Regions from separate parts of the Triticum aestivum genome. Here region 2 is linked to region 1. Evidence: chromatin contacts called from public Hi-C data. All regions are on one chromosome and are shown on one strand. Each heading gives the region's core, a stretch centred on a gene start, on an enhancer-like site or on the middle of the called end of the contact. The rest is flanking DNA. Distances are from core to core; before and after follow the strand shown.

Region 1 (5,538 bases), core at 2,755-5,254:
GCTCAATCTATGGGCTGGTGCAAGCATCTCGGAGTTGGAACATTCGCTTTGATGAGATGATCAAAGCGTTTGGGTTTACACACACTTATGGAGAAGCCTGTGTTTACAAGAAAGTGAGTGGGAGCTCTGTAGCATTTCTCATATTATATGTGGATGACATACTATTGATGGGAAATGATATAGAATTCTTGGAAAGTATAAAGGCCTATTTGAATAAGTGTTTTTCAATGAAGGACCTTGGAGAAGCTGCTTATATATTAGGCGTCAAGATCTATAGAGATAGATCGAGACGCCTCATTGGTCTTTCACAGAGTACATACCTTGACAAGATATTGAAGAAGTTCAATATGGATCAGTCCAAGAAGGGGTTCTTGCCTGTATTGCAAGGTGTGCAATTGAGCACGGCTCAATGCCCGACCACGGCAGAAGATAGAGAAAAGATGAGTGTCATCCCCTATGCCTCGGCCATAGGGTCTATTATGTATGCCATGCTGTGTACCAGACCTGATGTAAACCTTGCCGTAAGTTTGGTAGGAAGGTACCAAAGTAATCCCGGCATGGAACACTGGACAGCGGTCAAGAATATCCTGAAGTACCTAAAGAGGACTAAGGATATGTTTCTCGTTTATGGAGGTGACGAAGAGCTCGTCGTAAAGGGTTACGTCGACGCTAGCTTCAACATAGATCTGGATGACTCGAAGTCACAAACCGGATACGTGTATATTTTGAATGGAGGAGCAGTAAGCTGGTGCAGTTGCAAGCAAAGCGTCGTGGCAGGATCTACATGTGAAGCGGAGTACATGGCAGCCTCGGAGGCAGCACAGGAAGCAGTCTGGATGAAGGAGTTCATTACCGACCTAGGGGTGATTCCCAATGCGTCGGGCCCGATGACTCTCTTCTGTGACAACACTGGAGCTATTGCCCTTGCGAAGGAGCCCAGGTTTCACAGGAAGACCAGGCATATCAAGCGTCGCTTCAACTCCATTCGTGAAAGTGTTCAAAATGGAGACATAGATATTTGTAAAGTACATACGGACCTGAATGTAGCAGATCCGTTGACTAAACCTCTCCCTAGAGCAAAACATGATCAACACCAGGACGCAATGGGTGTTCGATTCATCACAATGTAACTAGATTATTGACTCTAGTGCAAGTGGGAGACTGTTGGAAATATGCCCTAGAGGCAATAATAAATGGTTATTATTATATTTCTTTGTTCATGATAATCGTCTATTGTTCATGCTATAATTGTATTGTCCGAAAATCGTAATACATGTGTGAATGCATAGACCACAACGTGTCCCTAGTAAGCCTCTAGTTAACTAGCTCGTTGATCAACAGATAGTCATGGTTTCCTGACTATGGACATTGGATGTCATTGATAACGGGATCACATCATTAGGAGAATGATGTGATGGACAAGACACAATCCTAAGCATAGCATAAAAGATCGTGTAGTTTCGTTTGCTAGAGCTTTTCCAATGTCAAGTATCTTTTCCTTAGACCATGAGATCGTGCAACTCCCGGATACCATAGGAGTGCTTTGCGTGTGCCAAACGTCACAACGTAACTGGGTGACTATAAAGGTGCACTACGGGTATCTCCGAAAGTGTCTGTTGGGTTGGCACGGATCGAGACTGGGATTTGTCACTCCGTGTGACGGAGAGGTATCTCTGGGCCCACTCGGTAGTGCATCATCATAATGAGCTCAATGTGACTAAGGCGTTAGTCACGGGATCATGCATTGCGGTACGAGTAAAGAGACTTGCCGGTAACGAGATTGAGCAAGGTATTGGGATACCGACGATCGAATCTCGGGCAAGTAACATACCGATTAACAAAGGGAATTGCATACGGGATTGATTGAATCCTCGACACCGTGGTTCATCCGATGAGATCATCGTGGAACATGTGGGAGCCAACATGGGTATCCAGATCCCGCTGTTGGTTATTGACCGGAGAGGCGTCTCAGTCATGTCTGCATGTCTCCCGAACCCGTAGGGTCTACACACTTAAGGTTCGGTGACGCTAGGGTTGTAGAGATATGTGTATGCGGAAACCCGAAAGTTGTTCGAAGTCCCGAATGAGATCCCGGACGTCACGAGGAGTTCCGGAATGGTCCGGAGGTGAAGAATTATATATAGGAAGTCAAGTTTCGGCCACCGGGAAAGTTTCGGGGGTTACCGGTATTGTACCGGGACCACAGGAAGGGTCCCGGGGGTCCACCGGGTGGGGCCACCTATCCCGGAGGGCCCCATGGGCTGAAGTGGGAAGGGAACCAGCCCCTAGTGGGCTGGGCGCCCTCCATGGGCCTCCCCCATGCGCCTAGGGTTGGAAACCCTAGGGTGGGGGGGCTTCCCACTTGCCTTGGGGGGCAAGGCACCCCCTTGGCCGCCGCCCCCCACCCTAGATGGGGTTTGGCCAGCGCCCCCCCTCCCAGGGGGCCTATATAAATGGGGGGGAGGGAGGGCAGCAATATCTCAGCCTTGGGCGCCTCCCTCCTCCCCTGCTACACCTCTCCCTCTCGCAGAAGCTCGATGAAGCCCTGCCGAGACCCGCTACATCCACCACCACGCCGTCGTGCTACTGGATCTCCATTAACCTCTCCTTCCCCCTTGCTGGATCAAGAAGGAGGAGACGTCGCTGCACCGTACGTGTGTTGAACGCGGAGGTGCCGTCCGTTCGGCACTCGGTCATCGGTGATTTGGATCACGGCGAGTACGACTCCGTCATCCACGTTCATTGGAACGCTTCCGCTCGTGATCTACAAGGGTATGTAGATGCACTCTTTTCCCCTCGTTGCTAGTATACTCCATAGATGCATCTTGGTGAGCGTAGGAAAATTTTAAAATTATGCTACGATTCCCAACAGGTATGGGTTTGGGCAAAAGGAGGTTTTATCCACCCATACCCTACCCAGTTCATCCCTACAGTTAAGTACTTTGCAAGTGAGAAAATGCAACATATAGTATATGTATATTTAGTTAGGCACATTGCAAGTCATCAACTACAACATTCAGTACATGGCTAAGTTCAGTTAAGAACTTTGCAAGCCAGCAACTACAAGATTCAGTATATGGCTGATTTCAGTTGTCTACTTTGCAATTCAACATCTACAACACATTATGTGCTTAACGCAGCCATAAAATCTCTTCCCAATGTCTATGCTATAAAAGGCAACGCATTTCTAGGCCCTAAAGTGATGAAGCTTGCATTCATGACCGGATGAGCCACTCATCCACAGAAGGAAACATCAATAGTGGTCTCAGGGTTTTCCTGCTTGGTCAACTTAGCTTAAATCAAAGATGGTAACAGCACAAATCCAAACCCTAACCCAAACCCAAACCAATGGAAAATCTTACCCACAGATTCATGTCCATGTCGGTGTAGCTCAATTCATTCTCACAGCTCTCCTTCCCGTCTTTTCAGAACGACATTGCGAGCTGACGGTGAGAGTGAGCGGCGTCGGCGGCGCACATGGGAGAGAGATCAAGAGGGGCGTGAGAGGGAGCGAGGGAGTGAGCTGGTCGAGAGAGTGAGTTGGTCGTCCGTTTCCCTTTAGGGAAACTGGTTCCGACAGTGTTGGTCGGACGAGCGTTAGGTGCGCCGCCACCCATGCGAGTGCTTGGACACGTCAAATTATGTTGAAAAAACGGCGTAGTGTTTTTTGCCACCGTAAAAAATTCGGCGTGGCGCAAAGTGCAACGATCTCTAAAGTGGTAGGAGTAGTACGTAGTTTTATGCTAACCGCATCGCGAATGTGGTGGTTACCTGGATTTTAACTCGCCGTCCGACCGATGGAGTGGTTTTGGTTAAGTAACCAGAGGATGGGCAGTGACGTGTTCCCGCACAAAAGAAAATGGAGAGAACGAACTAGTGGTGCTGGTTGGACGTCGTCGACGGGGAACAGATCGGACGGCATCACGGTACTATTAGAACGCTGACACCTATCACGCCCCACCACCTGCCCCCACAAAACCCCAACCCCCCTCCCCTCTCCCCTCCACGAGCGGGTCAGAGAGCCTGCAGGCGTTGAGCCAAAAAGCCACTGCCGAGAGAGATAGAGTCGAGGGGGCGAGAGACGTCCCACGCCACGTCGCCGCACCGCGCGCGCGCTCCCGTCCAAACCCCGCTCCAGCCCCGCCCCGCGCGATCCGAAACCCCCATTATCTAATTCTTCGCCGGATCGGGCCGGCAGATCTCGCCATTGCCCATTTGTCCTGCTCCGCCCTCGTCCTCTGCTCCTCCTGCTGCCAGTGCCGGCGGTGGTCGTGCAGTACTGTTCGGTTGGTCGCCGGGGAGGCTCGCCGGGGCCGGAGGGATGTGGCGGCTGAAGATCGCGGAGGGCGGGGCCGACCCGTGGCTGCGCACCAAGAACGCGCACGTCGGCCGCCAGGTCTGGGAGTTCGACGCCGCCGCCGACGACCCCGACGCCCTCGCCGCCGTCGACGCCGCGCGCCGGGAGTTCGCCGCGCGCCGCCACCAGCTCAAGCACAGCGCCGACCTCCCCATGCGCATCCAGGTAACCCCACGAACCGAATGCCCCCCTCCCGCCCCTCCCCCTCGGTCGCCGCTGCCCTGCCCTGCATGCCACGATTTCGAATTCCGGGTGGCTCCGCGATGGCGAAGCCCCACAGTTTTTTCCCCCTACCGTAGCTACATTTTTTGTCACCTGGATGATGCCGCCTGCCACATCCAACGACTAGTCGCCGCGTACTGGTACGAGCCGGCAGCCGCGCCAGAAGGTAGCTGCCAGCGAGCCACCTTACATTTCAAAACGATTTTAATGCGCAGCGAGACTACAGTATGCCGCAACCTTTCTAAGCAAAGGAAGATTGCAGCATCAGACTGTCTAGTCTCTCCTACACCACTTGGCAAAGGTTTTAATGCGCAGCGAGTATGCTGGGATCCGATCTTGCATACGTATATACTATGAATATCTGAGACGCAAGCGCCACGCTCTGGATGGGCACGGGCACGGCCCCGCTTTCCCGTTGCCAACTGCTCCTACTTCAGCTTTTAATGCCCACCGGAAGCACACAGTGCACGCGATCGGCAAGTGTGCTGGCTGACGCTGGGCATTTTGTTCTCTGAACGGGACGCATGACGCCTGCAGTTCTTTCTTTCCGTTCATATAAACCACGGAATTTCCAGGTGTATTACACCTGTGTTTTTATCAAGCAACCAAAGAGCAGAGCAAGCGAGGAGAGTGTATCCTGTAGCAGACTTGATTTAAGCAATGCAATGCAATGTTCAGCTGAACCGTAGCTATCGATATTTATAACAGCATTTGGGGTCAGAAGGTCTATGATGTTGATTGAGAACATGCTTTTGTTGCGTGCGTTAAAGGAAGGGCACTGTATTGCTGACTTGCTGTTATCTCCACTAGAGTCATTTCCCTTACCTTCAGGTTAAAAGGTTTTTAACCCAATTACCACAGAGATGGTCAATACTTTTCGGGACTGGGTTAAGAGTTAAGACCAGAAGCACAATTCATAGTGCTCTAACAGTATTTAGCAAGAGGGCAGACCAATTCTT
Region 2 (5,833 bases), core at 2,829-5,328, 370 kb before region 1:
TCTGCCAAAACGAGCCTCCGACGCGCCGTTGTCGCCGCTCCCATACCGGAGCCGGCCTGACCTTGTCGATGACAGCCGGGAAGTCTTAGTGCACGTGCCCCTAAGGACCAACGTTCGGGAGTTGCAGTCGTCGCCATTGTATCATTGAATCGATCTGAAGAATCTGACACCAAATCTTGTCGTTGCGTATGCACGACGAGAAAACCTAACCTCGCCGCTCCGAGGAACTGGCAGGAATCTACGTTGGAGCTCCGTCTAATCCGTCCCGATGAACGAACTTGAGGAGGATCAGAGTCCGAAAGACTAACTCGAAGAAGAAGCGCCGTCATCCGTCTGAGCACCGCCTTTGCGTGAACCAAAACCCTACCTATCTAAGACGAGCCATGAGGAATACCCTCCCTGCCACCAGCCGCAGGAGCGGCAGACGGAGGGAAGGCGAATCCACGGGCTCGCCGGCGAAGATCGAAGGAAAAAAGACTTTCCCTATTCGCCTTGCGGTGAGTATATTGTTTTCCTATTTCCTGACACTAAATATGATCTTGTACGTTATATACATAGGTGCATGTATCTTTTTTTTATACTTTTATTCATGGTTACAAGAAAATGAATGGTTATTTAGCTAGCAACTTATCCCTTAACACTCCTACAGTAAAAGATGAAAATATTCTAACATTTCTTTTAGATCTTTGGTAGAGGTGCGCTCCTACAGGAGAGCTCACTCTCCTCTTTTTCTTGTCTTCACACAAAACTGCGATGTAAGCGCGCCATATACCTTTTATTATACTTACTGTAAAGAGAATCGTCTAAAGTAAGATTTACACATCAACGTCTCTACTTATTAATCAGGTTAAATATTTTATTCAGTACGCTCTATAATAAATTATTCATAGAGGTTATCTACAAAATGATTCACCGAGAAATATAAGAACATAAAAACATAGAACGCACGCGGTCTATTACCTGCCGTTCTTGACATATTCTTCACCGCCCACCATGCGGCACAATCAACATCATCTTCTTCCATGATCTTTTGTTGCGCTCTTTGCATTGAGCATGGCAGTCAGTGTGACAGCCCTCTCGGCACTATCGCAAACTGGCTTCCCGGACGCGGCGTTCTCCCACATATATCTGGTTAGTTGGAGACAAACACAATAAACAAGATCCTTAGCCGCCGACAAGATGAATCTACTTTCCAAATAAGTGTGGCCAAATTAGTAAAGAGCGAGTCTATGACACATGTGACATATGATCATCTTCTGGGGAAAGTCATTGTAACTCATAGTTGGGATTCATTTACATGACATCTACGGCTTTTATTCATGTCGTGAAGAGCCCGTCGTGCGAGAAATTCAATTGTATATTAATATCTTACAAAGAACTATTCAAAAATCTGAAACTAAACTACCCTAGTAGACTTAGAAAATAAACCATTTCTTAGTAAACTACGCTGAAATATATTGTATCATATTGCTCAAGGACTCATAAATCTTGCTCGTTGGTCTTTACATGCCCAACTTTTTTGGGGAAATGTTATTTACTTGATGTCACTTTTTTCGTCCCTCCCAGAGAACGCGTTGGTTGCCGTTTCGATCTCCTGGCATGAATCACGATGCAAGACTGATGCCACATCAGTTTTTCGGATCGTTCGCTTAACCAACTGCTAGCGCGAACGTCCCTTCCTTTATACTCCCCGATCCTCTTCTTTCAGCCTCACCCACTCATTCAAGTTTATAAAAAAATCTACCAAAGGTGCGTGGGGGTGGCTCGAACTCATGACACTCTAAAGGAAGTACAGACCAGCTGACACTTGAAGTGGATTTTGAGCACGTACGATTAAACTTGCTATATGTTTTGAAGCTAAAATATTTGTGATTTTGATTTTTCATTTGAAAATTTTGTGTGATTTTTCCTGAAATTCCAAATTTTCTTCATCTTTGAAAGAATAAAAATTCCTATTTTTTGCCACGTGCCCATTACAAATCCCAAAATCTGCCATGTTTCTAGAGAACAATTTTTCTAAACTTGTCATGTGCAATCTTATAATTTTTGCCATGTGCCCATAACAATTCCCAAAAGTTGTCATGTTCTTTTAGAGGATAAAATGTTCTAAACTTGCCATTTGTAATTTTATCATAGGTAGCTTGGCAATTATATTATTTAGACCATCGTAATTTTATTAATTATAGCATGGTATTTTTTTGTAGTTAGCATGGCTATTTCATTATTTAGACCATGACAAGTTTTTCAATTAGACCATGAACATTTTATTAATCACACCATGCCATTTCTATATTGTAGGTACCATGGCAATTTAATTATTGAGACCATGGTTGTTTTTCTAGGTAGCATGGTAATTTCATTATTTAGACCATGGCAGTCTTTTTTAGTTTGACCATGAATTTTTTTTAATTAGACCACGGTAATTTTATTGATGCAAATTTAATTATTTTGACAATGGCATTTTTATTATGTATAGACCATTGAAAATTTTCGTTGTTCTACAACTTTTTTGTTTAAAAAACAAAGGATGCCATTTTTGTAAAGTATAGCATGATTTTTTTATAAATTAGAGCATGACAAATGTAAAAATATGCTTCTCTGCCTTTTTTGTATTTTTTTGTCAATGGCAATTTGTGTTACAAAAACCAGTTAACTAAGCCTTTTGTTTGTCAATAAAGAATAAAGCGAGGGAGACTCGTCAAATGGCATGTCGAGCCATCGGGGTCACGCTGGGTGCTCTGCTCCACCGAATGAAATCATTGGCTGAAAGGATCCTTTCTGATCGAATGAATTGTTTGTTTCAACCATCTTCATGATTTGACGAGCGCTAAATATTGACGTCCAACTTTTTACAGGACAATACCAAGCGGCAAGCCTGGTAAACTATAAAAAGCCAGACAAACAAGTTTTGCAGGAAAATGATCCAGCTTTATACTAGAAACAGCCGCAAACACTGATCAATTCTATAGACCGCATAAGAGCAACTCCAACGCAGGGACCCAAATGGACACGGATTTTATCCGTTTTTTGTCCGTTTGAGTCTCATGTCCGCTTGGCGGACATGGGGCGGACACGGCGAGCATCCAATGCCAAAACGCAAAAGCGGACAACGGCTACACCAGGCACCCCGCCTCCTTCGTGTCGGCCGGCACCTTCTCCCGCCGCCGTGCCATTTTGCTACCCCTCGCGCCGTCGGGCCCTGCCGCTCCCCCTCGCACTGCTGCGCCCGCTTCTGGCCCCGTCCGGCTTCTGCCGCGCCGACACGCACTCCTGCCATTCGCCGCTCGGCCCGCCTTGCCGCTCCGCCCCTGCTTCCCCCTCCCCTGTCCTGCTTCACGCCGTGGGCGCACACCAGGACGCCCTGCAGGTCATCGCAGAGCAGCGCCTCCTGGATCTGCTGCAGCGCGAAGCTCTGCAGCTCCCGCACGACTCGCGGGCGAAGCCCAGGCTGCTCGTCCCACCATGCGCCGCCGATGACGAGATCTGCAGTCCCCCGGCTCTTCCCGGCACCACGCCGCTCGCGTGCAGTTCCCCGGCCCCGTCGGCTCGGCTCGGAACGGGAGGCCGCAGCGGAGATCTCCCCGTCGTCCTGGACCACAGCGTGGGATGCAGCTTGCGCCACTGAGCGCAGCGGCGGGCCTCGAGGACGGCGGAGGAGGCGAGAAGGAGGACTGGGTGGGGATGGCGGTGGCCTGCGCTTGTGAGCAGGACGGTGGAGAAGGCGGGGAAGGAGGACTGGGTGGGGACGCCAGCTCGTGCGCGCTCACTGCTAGGTGGGACCAAGGGCGGACACGAGCGGACGACAACGGTCGAGCAGAGCAGCTTCTGTCCGCTTCGTACCCATTTCTTTCCAGATTTGGGCTAAGTTTGGGTTAGGGATGGACAGCACGCGGATACGGGCGTCCGTTTGGATGGCCCTGTTGGGCCAAGTTTTGTGTCCGAATAACCTAAACGGATAAAATGGGTCGCCCCATTGGAGTTGCTATAAGATTTCGTATTATTCTTTTCAAAAAAGGTTTTGCGTGGTACTTATATTCTTTCCAGAATGAGCGCTCCTTCCGATAGCAAGTGCGAAAAAAAAACCGCGTTGAAAAACTGTTGCATCCTTCTGCCCCGGCACGGCATCTCATCCTTGTTCCTCCCTCTCCCGCACCCTAGGGTTTCCACCACCTTCGCCGGAGCGTCTCTCCGGCAGCGTCTTGGGCGCAGCAGGGGCGCCGCGGCAGGATGTCCCCGGCGATCGCGCTTCGGCGCGCGGCCGCGTGGCTGCTCCGGGGAGCCGCCGGCGCCGGCGCTGGCGCGCCGAGGGCCGCGTCCTCCGCCGCGCTGCCGGGCCTGGGCGGGGCCCTGCTGTCTCCCGCGCGCGGATTGCAGGGGAGCGAGGCGGCCGGGTTCCTGGGGATCTGGGGAGGGCCCGCGGCGGGCGGCAGCGGCGGGTCCTGGTGGTTCCGGTGCGCCGCGAGCAGCGTGCCCAGGCCGGGCCTGCTGGTGGAGCAGCTCCTCGTCGGCGGCGGGCGCTCCTTCGCGACCGGTGCTGCTCCGGAAGAGGTGTCCTTCAGCCCGGCCGCCCGCGAGGCGGATGTCTCGCAGCCTGAGAAGTCCGTAGGCACCTCAGATAAGTATGTTTCCTCTTGTGTATCTACCTGTTTAAGTATGTTTCCTCTTGTGTATCTACCTGTTTAATTTCGCAATCGGCGTATCTTAGCTTAGTGAGTACATTTTCAGTTTCATCAAATTAGCTCAAATGAGGTTCTCACTGTTGGGGTTTTAGCAGATGCCCAGTTCGTGAACATTGTCTTCTCATTGTGTGCATTATGATTCCCGTTGTTCTAAGAATACTAATTATGTCAAAACTCAACAGTTGTTACACTCTTCTGATAAGATTTGGCACTGGTGCATGGATTGGAGGTCTTGTTCATCTACATATCTAATAGTCATTGGGAATCCATGCTCATAGGTTTTTAATGGGCCATATGGAAATATGATAAGTTGGTAGAGATTGGTGAGAGAAAAAAGTCTGCTAGTGAATAAACTCTCCTCAAAAGAAAGAAAATCAGAATAATTGCTGTCACGTGGGGTATGTAATGTAATTTACAGCCCCAAGTGGGCCACCAAGGGTGCACAGATTGCAAAAGCAGGATACAGTTGCAATTAAGGGATGGGTATCACAGTTCAATCAAATTAGGAAATTTAGATATTTAACTCCTGGAGATAGAGGTTGCTTCCCTCGACCACCTATGTCATGAGTCTTGACATAGAGTCATGTGCCCTGCTCGGGTGTTGTGCTTAAGCATGGCATCATGGCGCTTCTCATATGCATTGTGATGATTTTTATGACTGTATATATCTGCTTAGATTATTCTAAAACATTGATCACTATTTCAGGACTATGTTAGGAGATAGGTCCTTGAAGCTTGTTTCAGGGGTATGTTATCTACCACATCCGGATAAGGAAGAAACTGGTGGTGAGGATGCACATTTTATTTGGGATGAACAGGCTATAGGCATAGCTGATGGCGTTGGTGGTTGGGCAAGCTACGGTATTGATGCAGGTCAATATGCTAGAGATATTATGTCTAATGCAGTAACCGCAATAGAAGAAGAGCCAAAAGATTCAATTGATCTTACAAGGGTACTAGAGAAGGCCCATAGTAGCACAACAGTGCCGGGTTCATCGACCGCATGTATCATTGCTATAACAAATCAGGTTGGTTACTGATTTTGTTCATTTTTGCTGTGACATGATTACATGTTTCCTTGTCTATGGCTTTGGCAACAGTAAGAGAAGCTAAAAGTTGACCACCATTCTTTGTTGATGATATAATGCCACAAA

What was found. A called contact is a pair of places that touch in the nucleus more often than the background predicts.
Region 2: a Hi-C map of leaf shows a contact between it and region 1, with 6 times the contacts expected there. The contact joins the promoter of LOC123143725 here to the promoter of LOC123143724 in region 1. A contact is called at or near these places in 2 of 5 Hi-C or Micro-C datasets (both in leaf) and 1 of 1 datasets of contacts at active chromatin or transcription factors (leaf).

What each region holds. Positions count from the first base shown.
Region 1 is chr6D:84,057,437-84,062,974 of IWGSC CS RefSeq v2.1, reverse strand. LOC123143724 (cycloartenol synthase) reads left to right here and starts at 4,004. Exons shown (of 18, transcript XM_044562687.1): 1 at 4,004-4,522. The coding sequence starts at 4,322.
Region 2 is chr6D:84,423,350-84,429,182 of IWGSC CS RefSeq v2.1, reverse strand. It overlaps LOC123143725 (probable protein phosphatase 2C 55), which reads left to right and starts at 4,078. Exons shown (of 4, transcript XM_044562688.1): 1 at 4,078-4,619; 2 at 5,386-5,707. The coding sequence starts at 4,228.